Regions from separate parts of the Rattus norvegicus genome. Here region 2 is linked to region 1. Evidence: chromatin contacts called from public Hi-C data. All regions are on one chromosome and are shown on one strand. The core of a region is the stretch at or near the end of the contact, and the rest is flanking DNA. Distances in the headings are between cores, read along the strand shown.

What was found. Hi-C and Micro-C count contacts between places; a contact is called where the count stands out from the background.
Region 2: a contact with region 1 is called in a Hi-C map of frontal cortex, with 1.4 times the contacts expected there. The contact joins two enhancer-like sites. A contact is called at or near these places in 2 of 12 Hi-C or Micro-C datasets (Schwann cells and frontal cortex).

The regions. Positions count from the first base shown.
Region 1 is chr6:34,000,050-34,006,969 of GRCr8, forward strand. All of the region lies in intron 2 of Klhl29 (kelch-like family member 29), which reads right to left. LOC134479335 (a long non-coding RNA gene) reads left to right here. Exons shown (of 3, transcript XR_010052512.1): 3 at 262-3,234. Among named protein-coding and RNA genes, the nearest start is that of Klhl29, 110 kb to the right of the region's middle. Within about 2 kb of position 2,517, at least 35 of the 93 cell types and tissues checked have an H3K27ac peak or open chromatin away from gene starts, as enhancers often do.
Region 2 is chr6:34,085,479-34,091,614 of GRCr8, forward strand. All of the region lies in intron 1 of Klhl29 (kelch-like family member 29), which reads right to left. Among named protein-coding and RNA genes, the nearest start is that of Klhl29, 22 kb to the right of the region's middle. Within about 2 kb of position 2,258, at least 5 of the 93 cell types and tissues checked have an H3K27ac peak or open chromatin away from gene starts, as enhancers often do.

The DNA of each region.
Region 1 (6,920 bases), core at 1,267-3,766:
GGCGGGGGATGTTTGTTCCCGGGTAAAGTAAAAGATGAACGATGCTCTGAGGATTAGGGGGTGGCACATTAAAGATGCATAACCCGGAGGGGTTTCGCGTGAGCTGCTTGGGAGAACAGGTGACGGTGGCCATCAGTAGAGGCCCCCCAGTCACCTACTGGCTCAAGGACGGCCCTCCTCCAGAACGTCAGAACTTTGAGTTTAATCTGGCACTGGACAGGTGGGATCTTTAACCAGCCCCACTCATACCCATTTCTCTAGCTCCAACTGTAAGTGGGAGCCGTGACCCTTCCACGAGAAGACTGGACCTCTGTCCTAGACCCAGCCCGCTATCTCCTGACCCCCAGCCTTCGTGGACATAAACATTCTGACCTTAACCATGGAAACTACAGTGTAGCCACAGAGCAGTTAGAGCTGGTGAAGTCAGCTACATATTCACAGCGACTCTTGCGCCCTGGGCTCTGCTCTGGAAGACTGTGGCTGATGGCCACCGAGCACCTGCTTTGAGTCTTGCCCCAGCTTCATCCAAATGAGAGGATTTATAGGTCCTTGACATTTGTCCCTTAAAGACTTGAATATTAATTCAACAAGTTTGACTGAAAAGCACTTCTAAAATGTGTTAGACCTGGATGACCACAGATTGTTCCAAAGAACGCTTGCTTCATTGCCTCTGAACTCGAGTGGCCTCTGAGCAGGCTCCCAGGGATCACCGTGAAGGCTGAATGGTTCCTGCTCCATGGTCTTTGGCTAGCTCCAAGAGCAATTTTTCTGTGAACTTCATAGGCAGCGGGCTAGAACAAGACAACCCTGAGAAGGGGTGGGGGTGGGGACGATGGGCAGAGCTTGGTCCCTCTTCCAACATAAACAGAGTCAGCAATGTGGGCAGGGTCTGGAGCTTTTGGAGACTCAGGTCTGGAAGCTGGGCTCAAAGACTTTGTCCCTTTCCTCCCCGCTCACTGGGGGCCTTTCTCAGGAGCTTGAGGGGAGCCAGAGTACACCCGAGGACGGCCCCTGCCCAAGGGAAGCGGCCATGAGTGCACAGTGCTGTACTGTGGATAACAGGGCTTTTTGACAGTCTTGGTTCGGCTCCCAAGGCCGGTGACAGTGACACGATGATGAATGTGCATAAATCCCACACCACTGACGGAGGGGAGCATCTACGACCGGTCTGAGTATCTAAAACCTAAGCGTTTGCAGTCTAATTGGCAGTGATCACAGCCAACACTTAAAGGAACATGTATCTTAAGTGACCATTAGTCCAACATCTGCATTCTGACAGGGTCACTGAGGAGCGGGCAGTTTGTCAAAGGTCAGAGTCATGCGAGAGCCCTAGCAAGAGAGCAAGGGGTGGGCCTGGGCCTCCTTTACCCCCCAACCCAGGACTCAGGCCCCTTGGGTGCTCCAGGCAGGCAGCAGCTTCTGCTGTTGTTCTCCCCTGCTGCAGTCCTGTGCATTTTAATTGCTTACACGTTCTCTTCTCATACCCTGGGGTAATTTTACAAAGGGCACAACTCTGACATTCAAAAAAGAGCACATACATTCTAAGGCCATTTAAATCCCTTTGATTAAAGAGGAAAATAACAATTGCGAGAGAGACGCTCGTGCTTGTGACACACACACACACATAACACGCACACCACATACACACACACACACACCACACATACCACACCACACACACACACACCACACACACACACCACACCACACCACACACACACCACACACACACACACACACACACACACACACACACACACACACACACACACACACACACTCTTAATCTTGGCTATTCCAAACAGCCCTGAGCCATGGAATTTTTAACCATTTGAACCAGACAGAAAGAATCACCTGCCGAGGGTCACAGAAGAGAGACTCACGAGGGCCTAAAATCAAACAGCAGTCTGGCTGTTCTTGCTTGGTGTCTTGAAAGTCAGCAGTCTGACTGATTCTATCTGGAAGCGTTCGCACACAACACCCAGGAGAGTGCAGATTAGGATTTCCCTGGGGCAGGGGTGGGGGGTCACCAAGGGTGCAGTTGGAGCACAGTCCCTGTAAGCAAATGGAGTGGCCACTGGCATGAGAAGAGAAGGCAAGCGAAGGGGTCGGATGGTGGTTTGAACGCTCACTGACCAGCCAGTGACCTGAGCAGGTTGGTCACACAGGTGGGCTCACGGGGCTTTGCTTTTGTGTGTGTGTGTGTGTGTGTGTGTGTGTGTGTGTGTGTGTGTGTGTATGTGTGTGTGTGTGTATGTGTGTGTGCGCGCACGCCTGGGGTATGTATAGAAAGTCAGGATGAAGAGGCACAGATAACCAGAGCCACCTCTGTCCTCTCCAGGCCTCAGGACAATAACCACATCTCAGGAGCCAGAAAGTCTGGGGCCAACACAAAGGGAAGTGGTGGATGGGAGGGGGTGCTGAAAAATCTCTATTCCCTCACAGGAGAACCGCCCACCAGCGAGCCTCGGCCTGCACAGCAGAGTCTCGGGAACACACTGTTCTCTTTGTTGGAGCAGAAATCTGTTCAGTGTTGATTATGCAGGCCGATGAGTGGGCCTCTCTCATTTTTTCCTCTAATCTGGAGTCCTACTCAGCGGGCACAATCGCAGACAAACGATCCTGGAAACAGAATAAGCTTTCTTGCCATCCCTTGTTCTGGAGGCACTGGGAGTGCCTGCAGTTCCAGGTAGAAACATGCCACTGACTAGACTTCAGGACCTCTGAGTCCCAGCCAGGGGACCTCACAACATGGAAAGAATGCCCTTCTGACCTGCCTACAACGATGGAATCCGGTGCCCAGGAGAGAGCAGCAGACTGTCCTCAGAGGAAGACGTTCGTTTTCCAAACTCAGGTGAAGTTTTAAAAGCCACCACGCTAAAAGGCGTGTTCAAAACAAATCACTCACTGCTTCTGGTTTGGGATGTTGGCCTCCAAGGCGGTGGATGGAAATGTTCCTTTTCCTGACAGGGATGTATGCAACAGAGGTCGGCACAGGTCCATGCAAGACTGATTGAATCGCATGCCTTAGATCTGGACTTATTTCTGTATAAAAGTTATAAAAAGAATTCTGTTTAGAGGAGTTTCAGGCCATCTGTCAGGGTAAGGTAAGAGATGCAGGTCAGAGAACTTTCTGGATAAGAATAGCAACGTTGTAAAGATATAAAAATAGTTTTGCTATTTGGAAAGGGTAACGCAAAAGATTAGTAAATAAAAAAAATCTAATTATTTAAATTCTTTTGTCAATCCGTGCTTTCAACCCAGACATCAGGGAGGACATCAGGTACAGCGCTGAGACACTAATGAACGGAATAAGTTTGATCCAGGGTGGTGCCCTGCATGTTCACATTGCAGGACTATTTCCACGCTGTCAGCCCTAACTTTACACAGTCTGCCTGGGCTGGATCAGCCCTATCCTCACAAAGCAGCGGTCCCCACAGGGCCTTGAAGCCAGGCTCCCATCAATGTGGATGACTCCAAGCCACAGACCCAGAGGAGCTCAAAGCCCATCAAGAGACAGAACCCAAGCTCTCCATCCAGCCTGCAAATGAAAGCTGGTTCACATGACCCTGTGGGGAGGCTCTAGGTATCTGTGGCACGAGTCTGGACCAGCAGCCTCTCTGAGACTCAGAGTGACTTCTGCATCTCAGATCTCCAAGATGACCCGGTTCATCCCGGGACTGCTGCCCCTAAACTAGTACAGGAAGCAATTTGAGCTCATCAAGACGGTTACAGCACGCCCAGGCCTGGAGATGCTCTGTGGCAGACAAGCAGATGCCAGTTCCACTTCTGTTCTCAGGGAAAAAGCGGCATAATCATGATTTATCAAGACATTCATATCTCGTGAAGTGTGTCAGAGTGCAGCCTTGGGCAGTGGACTCAGAGGGGCCTTTCTATGCCACATGTGTGATCCCCCTCCCCTCCATTTCCAAACTGAATGAAAAAGATGTGGGGTTGAGAAATTGGGCTTTTAAAAATTATACTTCCAAACATACAAGTGTCCAGTTTCGAAAGCAAAACAAACAAACAAACAAACAAACAAACCAACCTAGACAATTCCCAAAATATCAAATAGGTTCTTAAATCAGAAAAAGTATGTTAAAGGGACCCCTGAGTCACATCAACATCCTGTGGTCACTGTTGGGCATTTCTTCAACTTTCAAGAGGGGGATGAGGGGCGGGGGATGGGGAGGGAGAAGAAGGTGGTAATTAGTGGTCTCTAAGCAGTGAGGACATGGCTTTCCTGATGCTGATTGCAGCTGTCAGAAACACAAAGCTAGGACTTAATAAAATGCAACCAGGTGGAAGTGTAAATTCACAAAGCATAAAGCATCAGATGCACCAACACAAGCAGGAACCACGGTGGGAAGCAAAACGTTCTTCGTACCTCGCAATACTTAACCTGCAGCTTTATTCTCTCTACCCTTTCTTCTGACTCGTGAAGAGTTCTTCACGTTCTTCCTAGACTTCAGATGTCTGCTGCTTACCTCAATTCTCCCTCTCCATGAAGACATCCGGGACATCTGCCTCTGGGCATCCTTGGCTACCATGAATGTATCCCACTGTGTCCTTCCTTGCTGGTGCACTAAGTACCTTCTCCTTCCTTTCTGCCTCCCTGGCCATGCTGGGAAATGCTACAAAGAGAGATCCTCAGTCACTGCTAACTCTTTGGTGGAAAGCTCACGCTCAGCTGACTGGTGAAGGGGGCAGCGATAAGAATTTGCAGGTACAAGAGCATCACCTGGAGCAAGATTCTTATAGTGCTGAGTCTGAAATAAACACACTCAACAAACCAGGAGGCTAGCGTGCCTAGTGAAAACCAATGTGTCCTACTGATATGTTCTCTGAACCTCAACAAGTCATCTAGACGCAGCACATGGGAGAAGATGTGGCACAACCACAGCAAGGTTGCTACACCGCTTTGGTACCCTTACTCACTAGGACATGGCCCAGGCCTGTAGAGTCAGGATGTCAGAGCCTCCTTTGGCTTTCATGAGCTTAGGGTCTGCTCCAAGTCCCTGCTGCCTGAAGATCTGTATCTTGATGAGTATGGAAATGGCACACTTGTTACTCTAGCGTCCAGAAGACTGAACAGGAAGCAGAGGATTTCCATAAGTTTGAAACCTGCTTGGCCTATACAGTAGGACCCTGTCCAATTCTAAGGAGGTGTGTGTGTGTGTGTGTGTGTGTGTGTGTGTGTGTGTGTGTGTATGTATGCATGTATGTGTGTGTTTCTCTGTGTGTAAACCCATGTAAAAATATAGACACACACAACACACAGAACATGTGTGTTCAGAAGACACCTCAGGTGCCCTTCCTCAAGTCTACCTTGACACAGGGTCTCTTGTTCTGCTGCTGCACAGAAGCCAGCTACCTGTGTGCTTCTGAAGATTCTCTTATTTCTGCCTTCTGTCTCCTCATAGATATGTGCTGTTGCCCTCAGCTTTATGTGGGTTCGGGGATCATAGTTTAGGTCCTCATGCTTGTGGAACGAGATCTTTACCACCATCCTCACCTAACCCCTCCCAAACCATTTTATGAGACCCTCCAAGGAGTTGGATTTCTCAGACTGGATAATTTTGATTATCCCAGAGCCCAGGGAATATCATCAGACCTTCCAGCTACAGCTGTCTAACAACCCTGAAGCAAGAAAATCAACACCAAGACCAGAAGTCCCAATTTACACCAGAAGAGACAGGCCCGTGAGTGGAATCCTAAAAGCCACATATAGCAAACCAGTCGCTAACATTAAACTAAATGGAGAGAAACTTGAAGCAATCCCACTAAAATCAGGGACTAGGCAAGGCTGCCCACTCTCTCCCTACTTATTCAATATAGTTCTTGAAGTTCTAGCCAGAGCAATCAGACAACAAAAGGAGGTCAAGGGGATACAGATCGGAAAAGAAGAAGTCAAAATATCACTATTTGCAGATGATATGATAGTATATTTAAGTGATCCCAAAAGTTCCACCAGAGAACTACTAAACCTGATAAACACCTTCAGCAAAGTGGCTGGGTATAATATTAACTCAAATAAATCAGTAGCCTTCCTCTACACAAAAGAGAAACAAGCCGAGAAAGAAATTAGGGAAATGACACCCTTCATAATAGTTCCAAATAATATAAAACACCTCAGTGTGACTTTAACCAAGCAAGTGAAAGATCTGTATGATAAGAACTTCAAGCCTCTGAAGAAAGAAACTGAAGAAGACCTCAGAAGATGGAAAGATCTCCCATGCTCATGGATTGGCAGGATTAATATAGTAAAAATGGCCATTTTACCAAAAGCGATCTACAGATTCAATGCAATCCCCATCAAAATTCAAATCCAATTCTTCATAGAGTTATACAGAACAATTTGTAAATTCATCTGGAATAACAAAAAACCCAGGATGGCTAAAACTATCCTCAACAATAAAAGGACTTCCAGGGGAATCACTATCCCTGAACTCAAGCAGTATTACAGAGCAATAGTGATAAAAACTGTATGGTATTGGTACAGAGACAGACAGATAGACCAGTGGAATAGAATTGAAGACCCGGAAATGAACCCACATACCCATGGTCACTTGATTTTTGACAAAGGAGCCAATGGAAAAAAAGATAGCATTTTCAGCAAATGGTGCTGGTTCAACTGGAGGTCAACATGTACAAGAATGCAGATTGATCCATTCTTATCACCCTGTACAAAGCTTAAGTCCAAGTGGATCAAGGAACTCCACATTAAACCAGATACTCTCAAACTAATAGAAGAAAAAGTGGGGAAGAATCTCAAACACACGGGCACTGGAAAAATGAACAAAACACCAGTGGCTTATACACTAAGATCAAGAATCGACAAATGGGATCTCATAAAACTGCAAAGCTTCTGTAAGGCAAAGGATACTGTGGTTAGGACAAAACGGCAACCAACAGACTGG
Region 2 (6,136 bases), core at 1,008-3,507, 85 kb after region 1:
TCCTTCAAGAGAGGACTTGGGAGTCTGGAGAGTGACCAAGAGTTGGCATCCAGGGTTCCTTAGCGTCATGTGTTAATCTTAAGCTCTGCTGCAGCAGTACCTGGTGATGGCACACAGGAGATCTCTTTCCCAGCCAGGAAAGCATCACCTCTGGAATTAGGGAGTGGCTGGTTATTGGTGGACTGGGGGCAAATAGCACGTCCCTTAGCACTAAGATGCCACCCACCACAAACTGCACGGGCGATCTATGCAAATGTATGTCCCTGACCCTACTCACTCTTAATGAGCCAGACTTAGACATTTGACTGCCCACCGTGAATCTTAGGGGCCCTCTCAGCTCAGTCCTTAGTAGAACTTATTTCTCTCCTTACACCCGGTGGGACCCAGATATTGAACTCAGGTTACCAGGTCTGTTAGAGACAGATGCCTTTACCACTGAGCCATCTTACCTGCCAAAAGTGACACACTCTTAAAAGCCAGCAAAATCGGTCCGCATCCGACAATTAGGACAGATTGTGTGGTAAGTGGCCAGCAGAACTCTACAATGGCATCTCCCTGCTCCGTACTCCCTGTCAAATTAATTCACTGATGCTAAGGCATCAGTGGCTGCCTCTCTTTTGTTAAAGTCTCATAGTCGCTCCCATACATGAACCTCTCTGCTTAGTCCACTATCCACCCTACCTCTAGCACAGAGGGTTTTTTCTTTAGACATTTTTATTGGATTTTTTAAATTTACATTTCATATGTTATTCCCTTTCCTGATTTCCTCTCCAGAAACCGGCTGTCTCCCTCTACTTCTATGAGGGTATTCCCCACCCATCCACCCACTCCCTCCCACCTCCCTGCCCTGACATTCCCCTACACTGGGGCATTGAGCCTTGACAGGACCAAGAGCCTCTCCTTTCACTGATGCCTGACAAGGCCATCCTCTGCTACATATGCAGCTGGAGCCATAGTTCCATCCCTGTGTACTCTGGGATGGTGCTTTAGTCCCTGGGAGCTCTGGGGGAGGGGTCTGGTTGGTTGTTATTTTTGTTGTTCTTATGGGGTTGCAAACCCCTTAAGCTCCTTCAGTCCTTTCTCTAACTCTTCCATTGGAGACCCTGTTCTCAGTTCAATGGTTGGCTGTGAGCATCGGCCTCTGTATTTGTCAGGCTCTGGCCAAGTCTCTCAGGAGACAGCTATATCAGGCTCCTGTCAGCATGCACATTTTGGCATCAGCAATATTGTCTGGGCTTGGTGGCTGCATATGGGATGGATTCCCCTTCGGTCTTTGCTCCACACTTTGTCTCCATATTTCCTCCTGTGAGTATTTTTGTTCCCCCTTCTAAGGACCGAAGCATCCACACTTTGGTCTTTCTTCTTCTTGAGCTTCATGTGGTCTGTAGCACAGAGTTCTTAACCTGTGGGTCGCAACCTCTTTGGAGCCAAATGCCCTTTTCGTGATCTGCAGATGTCTTGCATATCAGACATTTACATCATGATTCATAAAAGTAGCAAACTTACAGTTATGAAGTAGCGACAAAATAATTTTATGGTTGGGGGGGGGTCACCACAGCATGAGGAACTGTATTAAAGGGTCACAGCGTTAAGAAGGTTGAGAAGCAACTGCTCTAGCCCATCCCCCCTTAAAACTCAGCTGTAACAGTTATATCAAGGTTAGCAGCTCTTTTAAGTCTCAGATCAGTCACCACCCACTCTCTGAATCTGAGACGAGGCAAGGCTCCATGTAAAGGCACAGTGTATCTTCCTTCCTGGTGTCACTGCTGCCAGTGCTGCCTGATAAACATTTTCCAGCAGAACTAAGTCCAATGGTTCTCAAACTTCCTTATGTGACCCTTTAATACGGTTCCTTCTTGTGGTGACCCCCAACCCTAAAATTATTTTTGTTGCTACTTCACTATAGTAATTCTACTACTGTTATGAATTGTAATATAAATATCTGTGTTTTTCAATGCTCTTAGGCAACCGCTGCAAAGAGGTATTTTGGGACCCACAGGTCGAGAACTGCTATCCTTGTGTGAAAGGACCAGCCATCCTTGTGTTGTTTGCCCAGTTCTAGTACCGCACACAGCGTTGGGCACCCAGAAGGCACTCGGATATTTGTTGAAGCTTGAAATAATGGGTTTGGGTTTCTATCGAGGGACGACATGCTGCCTTGCAGTCTGGCTTCATAGGAGACAGTTACAACACAGAGGCATTGCTGACGGCAACATATTCCTTCCGAGGAAGGTTTTCAAGTGGGAGAAAAACAACCTTCCCCAACTGGCATAGGAATCCAAGAGTAAAAGATGAGTTGTTCGTCCAACAGAGGAAATGCACACGATTGGAACATTCGCAAGCCGTCTGTGTGGGATGTGGGGAGATCCCACCCCCACCTGACGCCATATGCCAGGGAGAACCGGGTAGGAGAAATTCTTCCTCCACTCCAGAGAGGAGGTCTTAATGTGGAGAAGGTGACAGCACCAAGTGAGCCTGGGATAGGGTCTGGGCATGAAGTGTGTTTGAAAGTACAGCCATATTCCTGGCCATTCCTTCTCTCTGTTTCTCCCTTCAAGGTTGGTTCCGTTTAATGCTGTGAATGACAATTTTGAGTATCCACCGGGGATCAACTCTAGGAGCATGGGATGCCTTACTGTTTCTTCGCATTCGAGTTTGTCTGGCTGTGAGCGTACATCTGGGTAAAGTAAAACCCAGTGCTAATATCAATCAGTAGGGCTCTCTCTACTCATCTGGGACAGACATCCAGAGCCAGCTCCCATGTGATTCTTTATGACCAGCTCTTTCCACTCTCTCACAAAGCAGGGTTGTGAACCGCAAACACCTATCTACAGATTGTCCCCTTTCAGCCCACCAGAGTCACCATGGCTACTTACTTCAAGGGAGGCCTAAAAGCAACTACGATTCATGATGAGATGGTATGCCCCAAGAAAACCCATTTCTAGGTCTTGGGTCTCGAGTCAGAAAGAAACTACATTGGAATGTGTACAAGAGGCCATTAGCCTTCAAAGAAATATAGATGCCTGAAAACTGTTAATACCAGCTTTCCTAGATACTATGGATTGAATATACGAAAATTATCAGCATCTTTCCAGAGCCTTGAAAAAGTCTAGTCATCTGACAGTCAGGGGAGGCACATACCTTTATTCCCAGCACTTGGGAGGCAGAGATGGGCAGAGATCTCTGAGTTTGAGCTAGCTTGGTCTACTGAGCAACTTCTGAGACAGCCAGGGCTACACAGAGAAATCCTGTCTTGAAAAACCAAAACCAAATCAAAAAAAAAAAAAAAGAAAGAAAGAAAAAAAAGAAAAAGAAAACAAAGCAAAACAAAACAAAACAAAAGCCTAGCCAAAATGACTTCAGTAACAAAAGAAATATATTAACAGCTTTTCCTATTCATCAGTAAGGAATCAGTAGAGAACAGGGTGAGGCAAGACAGACAGATCTCTAACTCTATGCAACGTCTAGGGATGAGGTTTTTAAAGAACAGTGCAGAGCTCTTATGAGGAAACTCACAGATGTTTACCGAGCATATGAAAGCAGGTTCAAATAAACAGAGTAAATGGAAGCGCATATTCCTGAAGGAGAAGACTCAATATTGTCGGTAGGATGTCAATTCTTTATAAATCAATTTATAGCTATCATCTAATTCAGGCAGACATCATGTCACGTTAACTCAACAAGCTGTTTTTTTTTTTAGTTTGGAGAAAAAAGATGACTGTAAAGTTCAACTGGTCTTCTAGTTGTGTCAGATACAGTAGCCAACAATTATTTCTGGAAAATAATACTGCCAGAGATAGTCTGCACTACCAGGTTTTAATACGCAAATAAAAATTCTATAATTAAAACAATGTGGTTTCGTATTTGGTCAGACTGGAAGGAATAAATGGGCTAAAAATACATGCTTGCCTACAAGAATTTAGTGTAAGAGAGGCAGTGATTTAAATCAGTAGGGCCAACAAAAAAAAAAATCCTTTCCTAATCAGAGCTGGAAGAATTAGCCATTAAGAAAAAGTTAAATTTCTCTTATGGCTGAGAACAAAACGAGAAACCAGGACAAAAAGTTGAATGTGCAAAATGAATCCTCCAACAAGCAGAAGAAAATGCAAATGAGCAGATATCTGAAGCCAGGAACGGGAAGGATCCTGTAAGCATAAAAACAAGAGAACCCAGCACGCAAGGCTGATGAATAGGACCCACAAATAAGGCCCTCAGTGCACCCGAGAAGCCATAAATGAATTTAAAAGACAAATGACAAACCCGAGAGATATTCCAGCGTTACACCAAAAGGTTAATATCCTCTTATGCATAAAGAGTTCTTATAAATCAATAGGGGGAAAAAGGATAAATATAAGTAGAAGAAAAGCAAAGGACAGGAATGTCAATAAACGCCGAGACAAATACCCCAGCTCACTGGTAATTAAGGAAATACAAAGTGAGACCACGAGATCCCATTACTCACCCACCTAACGGACTCCAACTTAAAAATTACAAAAGGCAGGAGGTGGGGCGAAATGAGTGTTCACACCGATTATGGGGTGGGAATAGGGGGTAGAAGAGCCCAGCTCTTCGGGGACAACACAGCAATACAGACCTTCAGTATGTGCCTATCTCTGTTGTAGTGACTGCCATTTCCCGGAATTAATCCTAAAGAAATACTCCGGAGTTCAAAGATATTTGTTCAATGCTATCTTATTGCAGTATATCTCGTAGTAAATTTTTATAGTATTTAAGTAACCATATGATCTGAATATCCAAAAAAAATAGTAAATTAAATAAAACGTGACACATTAGCACAATGGAATATAAAGAAATACAGCCTTCTAAGATAATTTCTTCCTGAATGAGTGAATGACAAGGCAAAATCAATACAAGACGCAGAAGGGAAAAAAAAGCAGGACATAAAATGATACACAGTTCCGCCCTAATTCTGCTGAGGGTGAAACACAGTAGATTGTAAAACATTAATTGTTTTTATTTCTGAGTGGAAAGGTTACACTTGGTTTTCCTTTCTGTAAGATTTTCCCATAAAGAACACTACTTTTATAATTGGAAAGTTACATAATTTTTAAAAGTTCAAATCTTGGTGATTCTATTTCTAGAATTCCATCCAAACATGATGTCATTTAACACTCAGCCATCCCATAGCCTGGTCCGATTACCTTGTCGTGTGTACAATCGAGATCTTGGTGCCTTAACATGGTGAGCCAAATATTGCCCTCAGAACTGGGCCTCGGCTGATCTGCCTGTCACCAAAATTGTGAACCAAAACAGCCTATAAGAATATCCACCACGGTGTCACAGGAGAGGAAAACCATTCTGTGGGGATGGCTGAGCAACTCTGCACGGAGGTGTGGTAGAATAGCACACAGCTATCCAACAAGGATATTTGAGAATTAGTTTTAATGACGGGATGATATTTATCTTATACTGGATTAAAAGAGTAAAATGCAAAAATTCATATGCAAGTATGGCCCCGTTGAAAATGTAAACCAGTAGGCTGGGGAAAATATAATGCAATACATTAACAGTAGCTATCTCCACAGAGTAAGTTTACTAGACATCATTACTTCAGACCTGGACGTCTACATAATAGGTATCACTTTAAGTGTCAAAATCTGCTCCACACTAACCTTAAATGGTAAATATTTATTTAGCCCTACACCTTTCTTCCTGATCTCTACCAAATGCCCTACGGCCAAGTTCAAGGTTTACTTCCTCCATGAAGCACTCCTTGATTTGTTCAGACCAGGGAGTTCCAGGTGAAGCTTAGGACTTGCAGTGATGGTTCCACAGGTCTGAGGGTATTTGCTGACAACCCGAGTTTGGTCCCCAGAAGGTAGAAGGAGAGAACTGACTCCTGAAAGATGTCCCCTGGGTCCCACACCTGCACAAAGGCATGCGTGTGCCCACCCAAACAAAGAATAAATATCCAGCAACCGTGAAGTGAAGCTTTGACTTATGGCTTCACTCTCTCATGCACACCGTGGCTCTTGGACTGAACTCCCTATCGAGGTCCTAGACCTCCCCTGGAGCCTCCCATGCTGTGGCTGTGAACTGGGTAGGCTGGCAGAACTGGAGCCCACAGAAACGCCATTGCTGAGTGTGGCCTGGTCTTCATGGTGGGGGACGGCAG